Linked DNA regions of Mus musculus: regions 1, 3, 4, 5, 6 and 7 are each linked to region 2. A link is a contact called in public ChIA-PET, HiChIP or PLAC-seq and promoter capture Hi-C data. All regions are on one chromosome and are shown on one strand. Each heading gives the region's core, a stretch centred on a gene start, on an enhancer-like site or on the middle of the called end of the contact. The rest is flanking DNA. Distances are from core to core; before and after follow the strand shown. Region 1 holds the start of Wfdc10 (WAP four-disulfide core domain 10). Region 2 holds the start of Elmo2 (engulfment and cell motility 2). Region 3 holds the start of Sys1 (SYS1 Golgi-localized integral membrane protein homolog (S. cerevisiae)). Region 4 holds the start of Wfdc11 (WAP four-disulfide core domain 11). Region 5 holds the start of Wfdc2 (WAP four-disulfide core domain 2). Region 6 holds the start of Snx21 (sorting nexin family member 21). Region 7 holds the start of Dnttip1 (deoxynucleotidyltransferase, terminal, interacting protein 1).

Evidence for each region. Promoter capture Hi-C pulls out the DNA fragments that hold promoters and counts their contacts. ChIA-PET counts read pairs in DNA pulled down with a chosen protein or histone mark. HiChIP or PLAC-seq counts read pairs in DNA pulled down with a chosen protein or histone mark.
Region 1: a promoter capture Hi-C map of embryonic stem cells shows a contact between it and region 2, with 2.8 times the contacts expected there. The contact joins the promoter of Wfdc10 here to the promoter of Elmo2 in region 2. A contact is called at or near these places in 6 of 39 promoter capture datasets (the 3T3-L1 cell line, embryonic stem cells, liver and 2 more).
Region 3: an RNA polymerase II ChIA-PET map of memory CD8 T cells shows a contact between it and region 2, with 8 read pairs. The contact joins the promoter of Sys1 here to the promoter of Elmo2 in region 2. A contact is called at or near these places in 1 of 39 promoter capture datasets (liver) and 1 of 115 datasets of contacts at active chromatin or transcription factors (memory CD8 T cells).
Region 4: a contact with region 2 is called in a FOXA1 HiChIP or PLAC-seq map of pancreatic cancer cells. The contact joins the promoter of Wfdc11 here to the promoter of Elmo2 in region 2. A contact is called at or near these places in 2 of 39 promoter capture datasets (liver and pre-B cells) and 1 of 115 datasets of contacts at active chromatin or transcription factors (pancreatic cancer cells).
Region 5: an HNF4G HiChIP or PLAC-seq map of pancreatic cancer cells shows a contact between it and region 2. The contact joins the promoter of Wfdc2 here to the promoter of Elmo2 in region 2. A contact is called at or near these places in 2 of 39 promoter capture datasets (liver and pre-B cells) and 1 of 115 datasets of contacts at active chromatin or transcription factors (pancreatic cancer cells).
Region 6: a contact with region 2 is called in a promoter capture Hi-C map of pre-B cells. The contact joins the promoter of Snx21 here to the promoter of Elmo2 in region 2. A contact is called at or near these places in 8 of 39 promoter capture datasets (the 3T3-L1 cell line, 3T3-L1-derived adipocytes, the HPC-7 cell line and 4 more), 3 of 115 datasets of contacts at active chromatin or transcription factors (bone marrow-derived macrophages, large pre-B cells and pro-B cells) and 3 of 9 other capture datasets (adipose tissue, liver and macrophages).
Region 7: a contact with region 2 is called in an H3K27ac HiChIP or PLAC-seq map of cardiomyocytes, with 3 times the contacts expected there. The contact joins the promoter of Dnttip1 here to the promoter of Elmo2 in region 2. A contact is called at or near these places in 2 of 39 promoter capture datasets (liver and pre-B cells) and 1 of 115 datasets of contacts at active chromatin or transcription factors (cardiomyocytes).

What each region holds. Positions count from the first base shown.
Region 1 is chr2:164,654,746-164,657,461 of GRCm38.p6, forward strand. It overlaps Wfdc10 (WAP four-disulfide core domain 10), which reads left to right and starts at 1,301. Exons shown (of 2, transcript NM_001039501.2): 1 at 1,301-1,453; 2 at 2,318-2,623. The coding sequence starts at 1,363. The coding sequence ends at 2,601. It overlaps Wfdc9 (WAP four-disulfide core domain 9), which reads right to left and starts at 221. Exons shown (of 4, transcript NM_001160414.1): 1 at 138-221.
Region 2 is chr2:165,325,155-165,327,926 of GRCm38.p6, forward strand. It overlaps Elmo2 (engulfment and cell motility 2), which reads right to left and starts at 1,325. Exons shown (of 21, transcript NM_080287.2): 1 at 1,264-1,325.
Region 3 is chr2:164,459,721-164,462,420 of GRCm38.p6, forward strand. Sys1 (SYS1 Golgi-localized integral membrane protein homolog (S. cerevisiae)) reads left to right here and starts at 1,251. Exons shown (of 4, transcript NM_025575.3): 1 at 1,251-1,400; 2 at 1,573-1,809. The coding sequence starts at 1,648.
Region 4 is chr2:164,672,752-164,675,451 of GRCm38.p6, forward strand. Wfdc11 (WAP four-disulfide core domain 11) reads right to left here and starts at 1,336. Exons shown (of 5, transcript NM_001161806.1): 1 at 1,264-1,336.
Region 5 is chr2:164,561,426-164,564,125 of GRCm38.p6, forward strand. It overlaps Wfdc2 (WAP four-disulfide core domain 2), which reads left to right and starts at 1,291. Exons shown (of 5, transcript NM_026323.2): 1 at 1,291-1,379; 2 at 1,883-2,026; 3 at 2,632-2,700. The coding sequence starts at 1,301.
Region 6 is chr2:164,784,727-164,787,426 of GRCm38.p6, forward strand. It overlaps Snx21 (sorting nexin family member 21), which reads left to right and starts at 1,295. Exons shown (of 3, transcript NM_133924.3): 1 at 1,295-1,598; 2 at 1,972-2,129. The coding sequence starts at 1,340.
Region 7 is chr2:164,744,726-164,747,425 of GRCm38.p6, forward strand. Dnttip1 (deoxynucleotidyltransferase, terminal, interacting protein 1) reads left to right here and starts at 1,290. Exons shown (of 13, transcript NM_133763.1): 1 at 1,290-1,433; 2 at 1,982-2,052. The coding sequence starts at 1,329. It also overlaps a transcript of Wfdc3 not described here.

The DNA.
Region 1 (2,716 bases), core at 51-2,550, 670 kb before region 2:
TGCACAGTATATGCTAAGACTGCACACACTTGGCCAAGGAGGACGAACCGTACAAAGACAGAGCTCGGGGTTTGGAAGCCCCAGTGTGACAGTGTGGGAACACACTGAGGGGAAACTGATGAGGAGGAAAATGGTACCTGCTGTGGTTTGTAGTCTGTTCCCCAAAGGTTCCTGTGCTGGAGCCGTGGTCCCCAGAGTAACAATAGTAAGAGGGATATAACCTTTAAGAGGTGGGGCCAAGCCGGAGATATGTAGGTCCTCTGGTATGCAGAGATGGGGGTGTGGGGCATGAAGGTGGGCATATTGGGGACTGAGAATTCAGAGGCAGTGGGTGGAGAAGGTTGAGAACGGATAGGATCAATACACATTATACACAGGTATGAGGTTGTCAGAGGATAAAGAAAAGATATTTTAAAAAGCCAGGAACAAAATTTCAGAGTCTTTACGGTGCTGCGGATGGATCTGGATGTGCAGACTGTAACCATCTCCTGGGCACTCCTCAATCCCTGCTCATCCCTTCCTTGCCTGCTGCCCACAGCCCCACCTTGCTCAGCCTTGAGCATCTTGCAGAACATCGTGAATTAGGACATACATGATGGTGTGTGTGTGACATAAGTGAAATCACTGACGGAAAGGCATCTTGGGAGACGGTTACAGGATTAAATAAAAAGGGCAGAAGATGGGTCTGAGCCAAAACGAGACTCTGTGTGGCGTGCCCGGGGAAACTGAGATAATAGCGAACCAGGATCGAGGCTGGAAAGGCGGCTCGGTGGTAATGAGCACCTGCTATTCTCGCAGAGGACGGGGGTTCAGTTCCCAACTGTGGATAATGCTAGTTCCAGGGGATCTGATGTCCTGGTGTCACGTGTGGCGAGCACGCGCGCGCGCGCACACACACACACACACAGACACACACAGAGTAAATCTTTTTAAAAATGAGTCTATTTTATGGACACTAGAGGTAAACATCAGAATTCCTCACCAACCCTAAGACTCACAGCTTCAGCTCCAGACAGCCCGGCAGGACCCTGAGAGCCTTCTGTTTCTACCAACAATCCCGGCTCTGGCTCACAGACATTTGCCTCCAGGTCAGCTTTATCTGCAAACACTTTACTCAATCTCCTGAGCCCTAAACTATATATATCGTGAGGAAATTATGTTAGCGCGAAGAGGGGGCTGAAAGAGATCTCGTTTATGAGAAAAGCCACAGAGAAAAAGGGCAAGGGGCAAGAAAAGGGGAAGAAACAGGACGGCTACTGCTCTGCCCTGATTTGGCCAGCAGAGGCAGTAGAGAGGCCCCGTCCTGCTGTGGGAAAGTCTGCCATCCAGACTAGATCTGAGCTCACCGCCTGGGTCGCAGTTATGCTGTCCAGGAATCTGCTGCTCTTCCTTGGTGTGCTGTTGCTGCTTTCCCTAGCCGACGGAGGGGTCCAGCGAAGGCAGAGATATGAAGGTAGGTGGTTGGATGAGTAGGGTTTGTGGGTAGCTGGCAAGGAGCAACTGAGAACAGACCCAGAAGGGATACGACTGCATACTCTGCTCCGCAGTACTGTCCTGACTCTGGGTGACCACGGCCCCTCAGCTATGGTTCCGGACACAGTGATAAGGTGCACAGTGAACGTGCGATTCTCACCCTTTGTTCCAAAGATTCAGAAACAAACGGTGATGGAAGGGGCCCCATGGTTGAAAATCCAGGGGGCAAACTTTCGTACTTGGGAGGGCTTAAACTCTCAGAGGTGTTCAGTGGGGAAGAGGGGTGTAGAAATGGGCATAGGTGCAGAAACCAAAACATTGATCATGAAAGAGGTAGGGATGGAGTTGCCACCTGGGGTGGGGGGTGGGGGTGGGTAAAAAGTAAATGATGAAGAGGACAGAACACTTCACTAGACAGCAAGACAGCAGAGGAAACAGAGAGGCTGGAGGCCGATTTGTTAGCCTCACGGACCCTGAGAATTCTAAGGAGCTGAAAGGGTCCGTGAACTACCTCCGGTTTCTATGAGCCGGGTAAGAATACACATTTCACAGAGATGGCGCCATTGCGGCTCTTTCTACTAGGAGAGATTGGTCGTGGGTGTAGGTATGAGGAAGAGGAAGAGGGGACCCAGACACGAATAGCTATAGGGAGGTGGTGAGATTATCACGGGGCATGAGATTTAAAACACAACTGATCAGCAGGACTGAGCACAAACAGAAAAGTTGCCTGGGAAAATGCAGGCACAGCGGGAGTGTTCAGCACACTGCTGGAACTTTAAGCTCAAGAGGGATTCTCTCCAGGCAGCCACTCTGCTCACCTACCTGACCGTCCCCCTTTTTGTAGCACCAGTTCACACTGAGATCAAGGAGTGTGAGGGGAAGCCCAAACGGTATCTGTGCAGCCGCCATTGTGAAGCCCACCAAGACTGCCAAGCAAATAACATCTGCTGCTCCGCTGCATGTGGCAATGTTTGCGTGAACCTGTTGGATAAAGACGTATGGGAGATGCCTGTCACCCCTCCCTCTGACTATGTCTACCCAGAGAGTGGGTCCCCGCCCAGCTTTGAAGGAGATATGATTCTGCCTGGAATTACCTTGTCATCTCTCACCACTGCTGTTACTAAATAAACAAGCACCTGCCTCCTTCATATACACTCTTAATAATCACTGATGCCCAGTGCGCTCCTCTCGGGCCCAGTTCCCACCCCCACCCCTTGTTGGTAATTTGTCTCTAGTTTGTCCT
Region 2 (2,772 bases), core at 75-2,574:
CTTCTTGAACCAGCCCTGTCTCTTTTGCTCCAAACGGTAGAATGAATCTGGGCAGGTAAACTCTTTTAGGATCTTTGCTATTTTTAATCTGTAAATGCAAATAATGATAGTCTCCTCAAAAGACCACAACTCGAACTAAACGCCCTCACATTTGCACACTACTGAGCACTTCACAGCCAAGGCAGCCACCCTAGCAATGTGGTTACTGACCGACCACTTGACAAATGGCTGCCGTGCTTCTTCTGAGAAGCAAGAAGTGCTGTCCCAAGAGTGAGGCACACCAGAGCTCAAGAAGTTAGCACACACACACACAAACAGTCAACAACTCCATTAACGTGATTTTACATTGGTTATGTGAATTCCTAATTATAATCTGAAATGTATTAACTAAAGCATGAGTAAATTATTCCACTTACATATTTTACATTCCTGAGATGTGACTGTTAGAAAAGTTTAATTAACAAATGTGACTTGCATTATTTCTCTTTTGGAGAGCCCAGGTTGGCCTAGTGCCCGGCACACAGAAAGCATTCCAAAAGGTGGCTTCCACCCACAACAGATGGGATGTCAGGGGCTGCGGCTGCATCCCCCAGGCAAACTCTAGCCCTTCGTTCATTCATTTAGTAAACATCTATAGTGTCTGGCCTGCTGAGACGCTGTGGGTGCATGGAGCAACATCAGGTAAGGTCTTCTTCCTCCTGGGCATTCCTACCTGCTGGGACAGGCAGACGTCAATCAACACTTTCAAACTGTTGAAAGCTACTGATGTGTAGGGACACCAGAATGTTCAGAGTGTCGCACCAGGGTCAGAACTCGGGACCCCGGAAGCCTTCGGAAGGAAGACTGGGAAGATGAAAAAAAGTTTACTAGACTAGACGTAGGGGCGGCGGACTCTGAGGGTGGCCAGAGCGAGGGATGGAGAAGGAACAGAACCAGGCCGGGAGCAGCCTAAGCCTAGGGAGGGCGGCGAAGGACCAGATCTGCAGGGCCCGGAAAAAGGGGAGGGTGGAAACCAGCACCGGAGCACCCCGGGCATTGCAATGCTGCGGGAAGAAGCGAATGAGAGCGGCCTGGACCGAAGCCGGGCAGTGGAGAAGGAAAGAGGGCCGGTACCGACCGCAGGGGGATTACCGGATCGGCACCGTGCCCGGGCTTGGAGGTCGGGCAGACGCTGCCCTCCGCCTCAACCCCAACCTCGGTCCCCGGCTCCCAACCCTCAACACTCTGTCTCTCTGCCTCGAGCCCCGAGCGTCCCTCACTCACCCGGCACCCGCCGAGGCCCAGCTCCGCGCCCGCGTCCCGCCGCCGCTCCACTGGCCCCGTCTGCCCCGCCCTCCTGAAGCCCCGCCCTGCGAAGGGCGGCCCGGGCTTCTATTGCTCCGCTTTGCTGTCAAGATGAAAAGTCTCGCTTTCACTGGGTTGTTTGTCTGTCAATAAAAGGGAGGCGGGCCTAACTGAGGGCGCGGGCTGGAGCGACGCCGGCTGGCCCCTCCCCTCCGCGGAGGCCTCTTAAAGAGACAGACTACCATTCTTCTGCAGGCTATTGGGTCTAAAGGAACGTGATTTCCCAGCAGACACTAGAGGCTGCTCCCCACCCAAACTTTTTTTCTCTTTTATTTCTGTACACAGCCTCCGGGTGAAGGAGGTTGGAGGGGCGGGGAGGGGGCGCGCTCTGGGTCCTTGAGACCCATTGTTGTAAGGAGCAAGCTATCCTCTGGTGATGCTCACCTGATCCGACTCAACGATGGGAATAGCTGATTTAGGGAACTGAGTGGGAGGTGACAGTCGTGTCAGAGGCTATGAGCAGCCGCGGCTGCTCACTACGGAGATGGAGCTAATTATACCGGCACCCAGGGCTGACCGTGGGCGCTGAGCAGAGGCAGAGGGGTACAGCTCAGCTGTGCTGTTGGTAGGGATCCGTGGGAGGTGGCGTTCGTCACCGCACCTGCGGATCTAACAAGGCCGGGCACAGCGCCAAGGACTCACTCCTGCCATCTCCCTTAAAGCTCACAGCAGGCTGGTAGGGAGGGCTAGTATGCGATCCCCAGTTGCAGAAGAAAAGACTAGGGGTCTTATGGGACCAACTAACTATACAACCGGTGACTATACAGCAAGACGCTATCTCCCTGTTTAACTCCAAATTTTGTTTTTTTTAATCATTTCTCTTAGCAGATCCTTAGGACAATGCCAGAAGACAGACATTTTGTTATCCATTCTGTAGAGACTCGGCTGGCCGCTCAGCAGAGAGATGGAAATAATGGCTACCTTTTACTGTCTTTGAAGCAGTTTTACAGGCACAGTTACATTGACTCCTGCAATTGAATTGAATTGAAGCGGATTCTTATCAGCTGGTGAACAGGATGGTGCCCAGGAAGCAAAGCTCCCCTCCCACAATCACAGTGCTAATAAGGCCTGTGCAGGGGCCGGCCAGTCACACTTCCAATAGGTTCACATACTGCCTGCTTCCAGCCAGTCTCTGTCTTTGTTTTATCGAAAGCCACCCAGGATAAAGCATATGGCCGTGTTCCAAAATAGCTTTACGCTGGAACATAGGGTAGCCACCCTTGTCTGCAGCACCATTCTGGACCCCAGGTCCTTTGCTGCTCTGTGGGAGCCTCATACGACCCTATCAGATTCACATTATTATCTCTTATTGTCCTCCGTAGTCTTGTGAGCATCCTCTTTGTGGTGGGTTGTTTATTTCTTTGTTTGCTGCCTATTTTGAAACAGGGTGTTTGCAGGGACGTTTAAACAGATGTGTCCCCATTTCCC
Region 3 (2,700 bases), core at 1-2,500, 870 kb before region 2:
TGTATTATTTCCTTGGGAGTCCTTGGGAATTCCATGTGGGTCTGGAATATAGCAAGTTTCAGACCATCCAGGGCTACATAGTGAGACTGTAAGACCCCTGAAGCTGGGCCTCTGCTCAAGTCCCAGGATGAGTTGGCCAGCACCCCAGTGACCCGAGAGAAAACCACACCTGATGCAAACTGCAAGAGGTTTTATTATTAGGTAGCTGAGGATGAAGTCCCTCTGCTGTGCAGGGGCTGGGAGTTGACCCTGAGCGGTGACAGTAGGGGGCTTTTAACAGCTAGCTGGGGAATTGGGAGGAGTTGGGAGGAGAGTTCTTCTCTTCCGGGTGTCCTTGGTGAAATTTACAAGGCAGGAGTGGGGAGTGAGTTCTTTCTGAATTTTTATCTCCATGTCCTCGGCACAGGAAGGCAGGCATCTCTGGTTGTAAAGTATAGAAACAAAAAGGCTTTTTGCTGGCTATAGAGAACAAAGAGCTTCTTTCTGGCTGTATTTTAGAGATCGGGGGAAACAAGCTTGGGGAACGTCCAGGGGCTTTACCTTCCAGGGAGAAACGCTCTAAGTCGGGGTCCCACGAGACTCTGTCTTTAAAAAAAAAAAAAAAGAAAAGTTCCCTTTTGTTAAATTTAAATTGTTGCCGGGTGTGGTGGCGCATGCCTTTAATCCCAGAACTTGGGAGGCAGAGGCAGGCGGATTTCTGAGTTCGAGGCCAGCCTGGTCTACAGAGTGAGTTCCAGGACAGCCAGATCTACACAGAGAAACCCTGTCTCGAAAAAAAACAAAAAAAAATTTTTTTATATTGTTATCATTGTATTTCTATGAGTGTGATAGTCAGATGATAGCTTACAGGAGGCAGTCAGTTCTTTTCTTCCAACATGTGAGTTCAAGATATAAAATGGTCGTCAGTCTTGGCAGCAAGCATCTAGCCCTCTAACCATCTCACCATTCCTCAGTGAATGCTATTTTATTTTATTTTTTATTTTTTATTTATTTTATTTATTTTATTTTTAAAGTCTAGACCTTCCACCCCTTTCCCTCCTAGGAATGGACCTGCTGGATTTTAAAAATCTCCCTCTAGAGGGCGCGCAAGACCCACGGTTTTGTGCCTCATTTCCGTTTGCCTTCATCCTTCATCTTACGCATGTGCAGAGTTTATTTCCGGGCTGCTCGCAAGGGCCCCTTTGGATGGCGTGTAGGGTTCATCCACTGCGTCTGCGCAATGCCCCTCGGTTGCCGTCCCCGGAAGCTCTCCCTTCCCAGGAAGCCGTGGGCCGCAGCTATTCGGCCTCTCTAGGCCGGCGGGTCCTCCGCTCCATGGTCCTGTCTGTCAGCGCTGTGTCAGGAGGCCAGTGCCGAGGTCCGGTCGCGCTCCGACGCTTCGACCCTCGAGCCGGTCGCGGGTGAGTGAACCCGGGAGGAGCCCGGCGGTCGGAACGGGTGGGTCCGCCCGCCCCGCCTCTCCCACCCGGGAATGGGCTTGCTCCCGGGTCCCAGGCCCTCCTCCCTCCCTCCCGCGCCGTTACCAAGGCGACGGCCGGCCCGCCGGCTGCAGCTCCCTGTGTCTTCCCGCAGGTATCCCGGCGGCCGCGGGACGATGGCGTGGTGGCACTGACAGGCGCGGGCGGCTGCCGAGCCCCGCGGGCCGGCATGGCGGGCCAGTTCCGCAGCTACGTGTGGGACCCGTTGCTAATCCTGTCGCAGATCGTACTCATGCAGACCGTCTACTATGGCTCTCTGGGCCTGTGGCTGGCGCTGGTGGACGCGCTGGTGCGCAGCAGCCCGTCCCTGGACCAGATGTTCGACGCGGAGGTAAGCTTAGCGGAAAGGAGTGGGGTTTTGTGGTGGGGCACCGCCGAGCTCTAAATCCGGCTGGGCCAAGTTCTCATTTTGTGGACACTTTTTTTTTTTAAGAAGGGATTTCAGTGTGCGCTCCCCGCGCGACCCCGGTGCCCATCTGTAAAACGGAACGACGAGAACAGGGAAGGAGATAGAGTCTAGGAAGCAAAGTAGTGATCTACAAAGTTCACGCTCAGGAACTGCGCGTTCGAGATACAAACAAGCAAAATCTCATAGGGTTTTAAAGAACCTTACAGTGTTGTGTTGGCTGCCTATGCGCTTAGCCTCGTAGCCAGCTCCGCAGCTTGTGGCTAGAGGTTGAACACACATGGCAGATACTACAGTCAACAGACTTGTGTCCCGGGCAAACATGATGTCTCTTTCTTGAAACCCTCTAGAAAAATGACTTCCTTTCTCCCAGCTGAGCTTGTCAGGAGCCACAGTAAGAAGAGGGATAGACAAAAGGGCATCCGTAATGATGAAGTGGAAACTGTTAAGACTTGGTGTCAGATAGGTCCCTTTAAATTCCTCTCTGCCCTGTGACTTGGGCAAATGTTTCCTCTCCCGTCTGCAATATCACACTGTTGGTACGAGGTGGTGAACTGTTCAAAGAGCCTGCTGTGCTTAGGGTCCAATCTAGCTGAGAGAACTTGAAGAGTTGTTTTGCCTTTCCAATCCCTTTTATCCTCTGCAAAGTGAGCAGGATAATCCTGTCATGTTACCTATAGTAAAATGTTAAAAGGCCCAGAGGGGTTTAAGAATAAGAAAATGCTTCGTGCCGGGTGTGGTGGCACACGCCTTTAATCCCAGCACTCGGGAGGTAGAGGCAGGTGGATTTCTGAGTTTGAGGCCAGCCTTGTCTAT
Region 4 (2,700 bases), core at 86-2,585, 650 kb before region 2:
TCTCCTGTGTGTGTGTGTGTGTGTGAGAGAGAGAGAGAGAGAGAGAGAGAGAAGATGAAATATCTCCTTAGAGGGAGGACCAGACAAGCAAAGGGAGGAGGGATGGAGAGGACCTGGAGGACATTATCAGCAAGGCCCAGGGAGAGATGGCTCCGTGGGTAAGAACACAGGCTGCTCTTCCAGAGGACTCAGGTTGGATTCCCAGCACCCACATGGCAGCTCACAACCTTTGAAAACTCCAGTTCTAGGAGGAATCTTGCTCCCTCTTCTGACCTCCATAGGTACTGCATGCACATGGTGCATAGTCAGACAGGCAGGCTGACCACTCACAGGCATGAAAATAAAAATAAATAAATAAATCTCAAAAAAAATAAATTAAAAGAGCAAGGTACGTGCTCGGCTTGGTGGCACACACCTTTAATCCCAGCACTCAGGAAGCAGAGGCAGGCCAACCTCTGTGAGTTTGAAGCTAGTCTGATCTATGAATGGAGTTCCAGGTCAGCCAGGGCTACATAGTGAGACCCTGTCTTGAAAATAAAGAGGGTGAGGTGCAATTTTATGTATGTATGGAAGTGTCACGGAGAAAGACAGAGACTTGATTTGATTTGTTGCCCTCATTTCCAAATACTTCAGTGAGTGTCTTTTACCAAAAGGTCATTCTCTTACATGGACATGACATATTTACCAACTTCATTGGGTCGGACATTGATAAAACAGACTACGATGGCATCTACCTTCAGTAATCCACCTTCTCCGGACAGCCAGAAACCTCTCATCTCTTATGACCTTGACATCTTAAAGAGTCAACTCTTTTTTTCTTTTTTTGAGACAATGTTTCTCTGTATAGCTCTGGCTATCCTGGAATTCACCAGGCTGGCCTTGAACTCACAGAGATCCACCTGCCTCTGCCTCTGCCTCTGAGTGCTCAGATTAAAAGGCATGCACCATCACTCTGTGGCAAAGAAAAATGTTTAAACCAGGTGTTCTTAATCTGCAGGTCTCAAGCCCTTTGTGGGTCAAATGACCCTATCACAAGGGTTGCCTAAGACCATCAGAAAACACAGGTATTTACATTATGATTCATCACAGCAGCAAGATTACAGTTATGAAGTAGCAATGAGTATAATTTTATGGTTGGGGGGGTCACCACAGCTTGAGGAGGAACTGTGTTAAAAGGTCTCGCATTAGAACCTCTGGTAAGCAAGCCCCAAATCACAGTCTCTACAGAGCCAGTCACAACCCAGGGCCTCCCTCTCTACCTACCTCTCAGCCAGAGGCGCTGATAACCACTTGGCTAGTGGCGCTCTCTCCTCAGTTCCAGGACAGTGGAACCTCTGCTCACAGAGCAAGTAATGACAGGAATAAATGTCGTTCATTTAGGCTTTGATCATGCAACTTTGAAGTGAGTCAGATCTACCTCAGATCTTAAGGTGGGTACATACAGGACCTCGTGTCTGTTTCCTGCTTTTCTCCTCGCTGCAGGCAGAGTAGGTCAAGCCAGAACAAGATGCACCCACCCGACTCCCTTCCCTATCACATGCAGAAGCCTGGGTCATGTGGGTGTGAGAGAAAGGTCTATAACCCTGTTTCTCTGAAGCAGCGTGGGATGCCTTTGTAAAGTCCCATCTGCCTTTCTTCTGATGTCTCTATTGAGAGCATCATCCTAACATGTCTCTTACGGGTTTTATGCCAGTGGGGAGGAATGACTCATCCAGGAGAGATTAGAAATCAGTATGTGCCATATATATATATCAATGTAAAATCTAGACTTGGAGGCTGGACAGACAGGTCAGGGATGAAGAGCATTTATCATCTTTAGTTTTGTATTTACTGTTCTTGCTTTTCTTTTGCTGTGATAAAACACCATGACCAAAGGCAACTTATGGGAGAAATAGTTTATTTTGGTTCCCGAGAAGTAGGAATCCAGGGCAGGAGGGCAGGGCAGCAAGCAGCAGGCATGCAGGGAGGACCAAGAAGCTGAACAATCACGACGTAAGTCATGATCTAACTACGCATTAACTAGAGAGGGACAACCAGAAGTGGGCGGAGGCTAAAAACTCAGAGCATCCACTGCTCTGAGCAGTGCCACACTCCCTCCAGCAAGGCCACATCACCCCAAAAACATCACCAAACAACACCAACAACTCGGCGGGGGGGGGGGGGGGGGGAGTGTTCAAATACATGAGCTCATTGAGGACACGGTCGAAGGCCAGCTTCGACACCACAGGGTGCATGGAGGAGAGGCCCAGAGTAGAGTCAGCAATTGACCACTCAGCAGACTTCTCTGTATGTTTGGGGGGTGGAGCAAAGAGTCAACAAGCAGGCTCCGACAACTCTATTTTTTTTTCTCCCACAGTTTATCTATCCCAGCAAAATCTTTCAAGTAGTATAGAATTACAATGTGATTAGGTCTATTTTTTTTCTAGTGAATGACGATGAGAAAACAGTATGTTCCCCAAAACCTTCACAGGAACAAACATTACATAGTACAGGTAAAGAAAACACATTATTCCCAAGAGCCCATATTCATTCATAACTAAGCAACTCGTTATAGATTAACAAAGTGTGAGCGAGCAAAGAAATTTTTCTCAACATGTTTTTCTTGCTGGCAGGCAGCAATTCGCAGTTACAAGGGATCGATTATTTTATTATTTATCTTCAAAAGTAATCTTATCAAAACCTAAAAGAATCACAAATCTA
Region 5 (2,700 bases), core at 41-2,540, 760 kb before region 2:
GGAGTCTACTATCAAGCAACAAAGGAAGGTTAGAAAGGGTGAGGAATTTATTATGGAAGCCTATACAAATCCAAACAGGGAGGTTCTTAGAGAAAAGTCTATTCCTGCACATGCCCAGTGTGGTGGTTTGAATATGCTTGTCCCAGGGAGTGGTACTATTTGGAGGGGTAGCCTTGTTGGAGGAAGTGTATCACTGTGGGGGTGGCCTTTCTCCCTAGCTTTCTGGAAGTTAGTCTTCTCTTAGCAGCCTTCAGATGAAGATGTAGAACTCTCAGTTCCTCCTGCACCATGCCTACCTGGATGCTGCCATGCTCCCACCCTGATGATAATGGATTGAACCTCTGAACCTGTAAGCCAGCCCCAATTAAATGTTGTCCTTATGAGAGTTGCCTTAGTCATGGTGTCTGTTCACAGCAGTAAAATGCTAAGACACCCGGTTTGCGCTGCTAAGTTTTACCTGATAATAAAGGGAAGGATATCCTGAAGTGCCAGCGTTGCATAGTCACCACCATAACACTCTCTCTGTTATGTGTCATTTGGTAGGCATCTGGAGGAAACAGAGCCTGGAGGAAGAAATGGAGATCCAAAAACTTTAGCCTGGAACTTCGGTTGGGGACAAGCCTCTGAAGTGGTCCAGCCTGTGCATCACTCTCTAGTCATAGTAGTGAAACACTCTATCCTGCCCCAATGGACTGGGGTAAGAAAAGGCAAAAGAAATGCCCGAGAGAGCTGGAAATTGCACGGGTGTTGCTCCTTCCTGGATGTGTTCCTTGTCAGCTGGCTTCCTTTGTTAATAAGTCTTATTTCTGTAGCCTCCACTACACCAGCCTCTACTAATCCTTGAACAGGGCTCTGCATGCTGTGGTTCATCTGGCCCCAATCTCAGCCATTTAATCCCCAGCATCTTTTGCCTCCTTTTGGCTCCATCACTGCAGCCTTGCCGTTTTCTCCTTAATCTTGGACTCCTGGGGAGTCAACAGACTCTTTAAAACTGATCCCAGGGAGCTTTCAGCTCTCACTGCCCTGCCTTGCCCTCAGGCCTTAGAAAGGTAGGAAGAGAGGGAGGGGTGGACAAGTGTCCGGCTGCAGCCGGCTTGGAAGCTGTCTCGGTTCCTGGTTCCCACCAGAGCCAAGAATGACACCTGATCCAGGGGGATTGTGAAATGGCGTGAGGTGGCAGGGCGCCCGCGCTGCCCGCTGTGCTTCCTACCCGCCTCCTGTACCCCTCACTCGGCCCCGCCCCCCTCCCCGCGCGAGTGCTTAAATCCCCCCCATCCTGGCTGCAGGTCACACCTGCACCATGCCTGCCTGTCGCCTCTGCTTGCTGGCCGCTGGCCTCCTACTAGGGTTGCTACTGTTCACCCCCATCTCAGCCACAGGTGAGTGCAGCCCAGAGTGCCGGAGTCTCAGAAGCCGGGGTTCTGGGACTAAGGTGAGAGGCCAGTGAATATTTAATTTTTGCAACTCTGGGGCCTACAGCTAGTTATCCTTGAAGCTTAGGGTCCGGGGAATGTACTGGGAAGGGGGGAGGGGGAATCAATGAAGGCTTAAAGTTGGAAGGGCGGGGGCTCTCTCAGCTCTGAAAGCAGAGACCTGATGAAGAGGAGCGGGAAACTCCCGGGATGGCGGAAGCTTCCAAGCAGAGGCTCAAGTCCCAGAGGACTGGGGACTTTGAAGCCAAGCATTGGGGAGTTCTCTAGTGTCAGAGACCCCTGGCTCGGGGGTGAGGCTCTCTGGGATGATATTATGGGGGCCCCTGGGCCAAAGAATCCGAAATCCTTGGGGTTGAAATTTGGGGATCTCGGAGCAGGGAGAGGATATGCGGGTGGGACTGGGCTCGGTTCTCCCTGACAAGTCTCTGCTCCCACCCACCCATCCCAAGGCACCGATGCAGAGAAACCCGGCGAGTGCCCCCAGCTTGAACCAATTACGGACTGTGTGTTGGAGTGCACTTTGGACAAGGACTGTGCGGACAACCGCAAGTGCTGCCAGGCGGGCTGCAGCTCTGTCTGCTCCAAGCCTAATGGTAGCCCCGGGGTGACCTGGCGGGGACAGGGCGGGGTTGTGAGAGGTGGGAGCGGCCCGGGTTTGGGTTTGGCGAAGAAGGGCATCCCAGATCCAGGGAGCCCGAAAAGCGGTGGAAACCCGATCCACACGTGCCTCCCTTGTCTGGCCTGGGGTAAATGCGAGGGACAAAGGCGTCACAGAGGCGCGGCCCAGGGGAAGGAGCCCCCCTCCCCCCCATTCCTGGCTGGATTCGATTCTCTGGTGCATGAAGGGCTTCCGGGCACGCACAGCGAGACTTTGTTCCGGGACCTGAGAGCAGTGGCTTCCTAGGCTGGAGTTGGAGGGCAAACCCTGGGTGGCGTCAGTGCCGGGACCCGAGCCTTAGGGACCTGTTGCCCCTTGGGGTTCTTCCCGCAGGGCCCTCAACGGTCTGGCCTAGCAAGACTCAAGATTTGTACCTGAGGGAGGGAGAAATCTTTTGCCACATCCTAAGGTTGTGGAAGTGAGCCGCCAAAATAAATGTTCTCGCACAAAGTTACACCGCCATCCTGTGGCTGGCAGAGGTTCCGTTTCTTTCTTTGACACTGGATTTTCCTCTTGTATCTTTATTTCCACAACCTTTAGGACCGAGCGAAGGAGAGCTCTCAGGGACAGATACTAAACTCTCAGAGACTGGGACTACTACTCAATCAG
Region 6 (2,700 bases), core at 45-2,544, 540 kb before region 2:
GACTGACATGTGACAGTGTATGAAATACTTACAAGACGCCATGAGTGCTAAAATCTGAGACCCTTCTGTTCAGTAAAGGCCAGGAAGGTCTTTCCGTTCATATCCTCCATCCCTCTCCCACGCCCTAAAAGGGGATAGGAGATACTTAATTTTGATACTGTCTGAGATAATTTTGAGGCAGGGTCTCTATTTAGTTCTGGACCTCAACAGTAAACCAGGCTGTTCTTGAACTCACAATGATCCTCCTACCTTTGCCTCCCGAGAGCCAGGGCTAGGATTAATGGCATGAGCCACAGGAGCACCACACCTGGCCTTTGAGATAACTTGTTTTATTGTCTAACTAGCCAAATCTGCCTGCTAGGTCTGACATGTAAGCCTTGGGACAGGGATCAGCAATCATTTTCCTGACTACTGCTACCCTGCAGTAAAAGATAAACTGCAGTTCTCCAAGAGAGTTATAGAGATTACCCAAGCAACCCCGCACGCGTGGGAAAATAAATCAGTTCAAGAGCTCCCACGCTAGAGATCTCTGACAAACTGGGCAACCTTGAACAAGTAACAGCCTCTCTGGATGTTTTCCTCTTTGACTACTTCCCCCAGGTTAAGTTCAAACGAAACTGGGAAGGGCTAGGTTTCTCACACAGGCACCGGACTGGGGTTTTTACAAGAGCTGAAAATTTAGTATGAGTGAAAATTTAGTATGAGTATTAGTATTCTTGTTTCATATGAGAAAACCTAGGCTGGACGAAACCGGATTTCAAGCTTCACTCAAGGGAGAGCCGAGCTCCCAAATGCCGCGAAATTACACTGTAAAGTTACATGGCACTGTATGGAGATTAGGGGTAAAGCTTGGGGCGGCCTCAGGAGACCAGGAGGGGTGGGCGAGTCCAAGAGGGGGCGCGGCCACCACGATCCGGCTGGGTTTCGGGGGAAGCCTTGGCCCGCCCGGCTGCCCTCCGCGTCCCTCCCGCAGGCAGCGGCTTGGGATTCTAACAGCTCCGGGAGAGGGAGCTGGCGGGGCGGAGGCGGAGCGGCGGCAGGAAGCAGCGAGGCGGCGCCGTGAGCTGCCTGGGCGGAGAGCCTCTTAAATCCGCCAGGCTGCTGCACCAAATCCCGGGAGCCCGCCCCGAACGCACTTGGGACGCGGTGGGTGGAGGCGCGTCCCGGCCTGCGGGAGGAACAGGGCAGAGGCCGGCCTCCCGCACGTCCCCAGCGGCCGCGGCCCGTGGGCGTGGCCTCTTGTGCCACGCCCCTGACACGCCCCCGGGTCCCTCTCCGGGCGGGGGTCCCCTCCCTCTTCAGCCCTGGACCCAGCGTGGCGCGCTCCCCCCTGGGTGCCATGGCCTCGCGGCTCCTACACCGGCTGCGACACGCCCTGGCCAGCGATGGCCCCGGGGAGGCGGCGGCGGGCCCAGAGGCCGAGCAGTTCCCTGAGAGCTCAGAGCTGGAGGACGATGACGCCGAGGGCCTGTCCTCCCGCCTCAGTGGCACCCTCAGCTTCACTAGTGCGGAGGATGACCCTGACGACGAAGACGAGGACGACGAGGCGGGCCTCGACTCGCCGCCCTCAGGAGACGGGGCATCGGGAGAAGACGCAGGCGAGTGCGGGAGGACAGACAGGAACCCCGGGGCTCGGTTAGGCCTCCCCGCTGGACGCGGTCCGAGGGCATCCTGAGTTTTCTCTCTGAAACTATTGACACTATAAGCTCTTCCAGACACGGTTTGGCTGTGTGACCTTGACTCACAACACTATGGGAATCACACCATCTCGGGTTTTTTGTAGATATTAAATGCACAGGACCAGGGAAACAAACGTGTGTGCTAGCTGCTTCGGGTGGAGGTTTAGCATCCACTGTAAGCCAGGCGCTGGGGTGAAGCACATCTCGCTTCTGTGAATGAGGTCATGGCATTTTGTTTACGTTAACTCTGGAGCTAGCCACCCCCATAATGACGGGTCATGTGCTTGTGCAGAACGAAGTCCCCCACCTGATGGACAACGGAGCAGTCAACTCCTGGCCCGCCAGCTGCAGGATTTCTGGAAAAAGTCTCGGAACACCCTAGTTCCACAGAGGCTGCTCTTTGAGGTGACCAGCGCCAATGTTGTCAAAGACCCTCCCTCCAAGTACGTGGTGAGTGAGGTTCCAGGAACCCTTGAGCAGCGAGTCTAGATGTCTAGCTGAGAGAAAGGAAATAGCACAGATTTTGGGGCGGGGGTCGTGGCCATGCAGTTATAAAAGGATGTCCTTATTTTACACCTGGGGGAACTGAGACCAGATGAGAAGATGGGTGTCAACTGAACACGTCCTCAGGCAAATGACTTAGTTTCTCTAAAACTGAGAATGTGGCCTTAGGAGTTGCCTCCTGTCCTAGTCTTGAGGTTACGAGAACTGATGTGTGTTTCTTTCTGTACCCTGTGGGTTTCTGTCAACCGCAGCAGGACACAGTATTGAGACCCAGTGGCATGGGTCAGGATTAAGGAAATGGGCTTTGGATCCAGACCAGTCTTGATTCACATCCCCTGTGTTTACCAGTGGCTTCCCCTTGGGTGGGTTCTGTGGCCTCAGTGGCCCCCAGTTTCCTCTTTTGAGCAATAGGCAATACATGGGATTATAATAGGAGGTAAATGAGGCCAGGCGCAGGGAAACCTTAGCATTGTCTGGCACTGTGATAGATTAAAACTGTAGCTGTATAGTGTCAAAT
Region 7 (2,700 bases), core at 40-2,539, 580 kb before region 2:
AAACCTAAAAAAATAAAAGTGGACGTTGGAACATGGAACAAAACTGGCATTGTTGATTATCTAATATGTGTTTTATATGCAGTATTTTAATACATACAATAATATTTCAGAGGAAAAAGTCCTTAAGTGACGGTTGCTGGAAATTACTATTATATTAGAATAATTTAAGGAGTTACTTATACCAAAGTTTTAAGTGCTTTGCATAAAATAATCCAGCCCTAGTATCAACCATATGACGACTCTGGGGTCAATTTCCAACACGACATAAACCAAACGTGGACTGTGGCATGCCTGTGAACCGGCATTGTGGAGGTGGAGGCAGATCCTTAGTTACATGGTCCAGGCTGGAATACTTGAAACTGTGGACGAATGACCGTGCAATTAGTATGCAGGAGAATAGCGGTAAGCGATCCAGTCCCACAGCCAATGTTCTTAGCCTTTGGCTTTGAGACAGCTCTACACCACAGCTACTTCCTTCCTCGGTGTTGGGGTTATGTTATCACACCAGGCCCTATCCAACGTTAACGATCATATCACATCAGGTTGGAATCTAGATCTTTCCTAACACAAAATTCATATACGTTACACTACCTGCTTCTTGTGACCCGAGAAGAGTTATTTTATCACCCGTAACTGAATCCGAATTCTTTCACAGACAGCTTACCTCTCTGAGGTAGTGCTAAGAGGAGCTCTGGAGAACGCCACAGTTGTTAAACCTTTCATCCCCTACCTATCCCAGAATCAACCATCTAGGGGAGAGAAGGCCAGCTCTCTGCAACAGGACTAGTTCACAAGCCAAAACCCAACTTTCATTCTGATGCCTTTCGACACAAGCGGCAGCCCGCAAAGGCTAGTAGTATGGTGTTTAGGTGTTTGGGTATTTAGGGTGGCACCAACAACCCCTTCTTTTGTTGGCTTTCCCGGTTCCTGAGTCAGACTACTCCAATTCGGGGGAGGCTGTGCTAAGATTTCAGATGTTCCTGCGGTTTTCAAAGATTGAACTTCGGGCTGCCCTCATCCGAAGCCCCGTGCTCCCCCGCTGAAGTGTATGCTCTGCTGCCCTCACACCGCCCTCGTCCCTTGACTGAATGGCCCCCGAACACCCACACTCGGTCCCCAGCCGTTGTCTCCCAGGGGTCTGGAAGCCTCAACGTCGTCCCCGACACCAAAGACGAGGTGGCTCCTAGGCGGCAGTTCGGTTCCCATAGCAACCCCACGGCGCACGCGCGTCGCGCTTCCGGCCGGGTGGCTCGGGCGCTCCCGTGACGTCACGGCGCCGCTTTCCGGTGGCTGAGTCGAGCTGAGGTTGTTGTGGGCCGGGGGGCGCCATGGGGGCGACTGGCGACACCGAGCAGCCGCGGGGCCCCGGCGGGGCGGAGCGAGGTGGCCTGGAGCTGGGCGACGCGGGCGCGGCGGGCCAGCCGGTTCTCACGGTGAGGGCGCCCGGGCGAGGCCGGGGCTCGGGCCGGGCAGGGCCTCGGGCTCCCGGGCCCCGGGCCCGCGGGCGAAAGAACGCGGCGGCCGTGCGGCCCTGGGAATGTCGTTTTCTCAGTGCCGCTACAAGCTGGATTCAGATTGTAGCTAGGTGACGTGGGCCTGATGTGACACCCTCTGAGCGCCAGGTTTCTCTTCTGTGAAATGAACAGCAATAACCCGAGCTTGCTGGAGTTGTGGTGGGATGGGCTGATAAAGGCGGGTAGAACGCCCTGACTCGTCACCCGCCTCATAGTAGACCCTAGGTAAACACTGCTGCCCTTCCTCTTGCTCTTCCAGAAAAAGCGAGCTTTGGACATTGGTGACAGAAAACATTTTCCCAGTTCCTCCACCCTGACAGGGTCTTCCAGCCACTGAATTAATTCCCCTTCACCCCAAGGTGGGAGAAGTGAGAAGCAGGAACGTCTAGGTTTAGCGCCATACTCACTTTCTCCTCATCCTCACTATGAGAAGCCTCGGTGACATTTGCCCACTTGGTCCCCAACAGAACCCTTGGAACATAATGATAAAACATCGGCAGGTGCAGCGAAGGGGCCGCCGATCTCAGATGACCACAAGGTAAGGCTCGACCTGGGTGAGACCTGAGATCCAGTTGTGTGGACTGCAGTGAGTGCTTTGGGAACCCCACTGTAGGAGTCTGAGATCAACAGCCCGTAAAGAGCACAGGAGTGGGGAGGCTGTAACTTCCTGTCACCTTGTCAGGTCCACATCCTAACCAAGCAGGGAAGGAATGAACGTCTAGTCTGTCTCCGTGATTGAAGTCTGTAAGTCAGAGGATGTGAATTCAAGATTACAGACATCTGTTCTAATGCAGACTGAGATGTTTGTTAACACAAGCCTTTAGCTTTTCTTAGACTCTGTTTTCTCAGCTTTGACATGGGGCATCCAGCCTGGGGAAGGGATGGGCCTTGGGAATTCTTCTTGTATTTTTGACCTGGGATAGTGATAATCATTTATTAATTACAATACTTGGCAGAGGCAGGCAGACCTCTGTGAGTTTAAGGCCAGCCTGATCTATGTAGTGAGTTCCAAGACAACCAGACTACATAGTGAGACTCTGTCTCTAAAAAAGGAAAAGAAAAAATATGTGTGTATTATATTTCATAAAATACTTGGAAAATAATTCCTATTTCACAGAGTTATAATGAAATAAATTTTAGAATCCCATGTTGCTAACTAGCTGAGTAGTCTGGGAAGGTCTGTTTG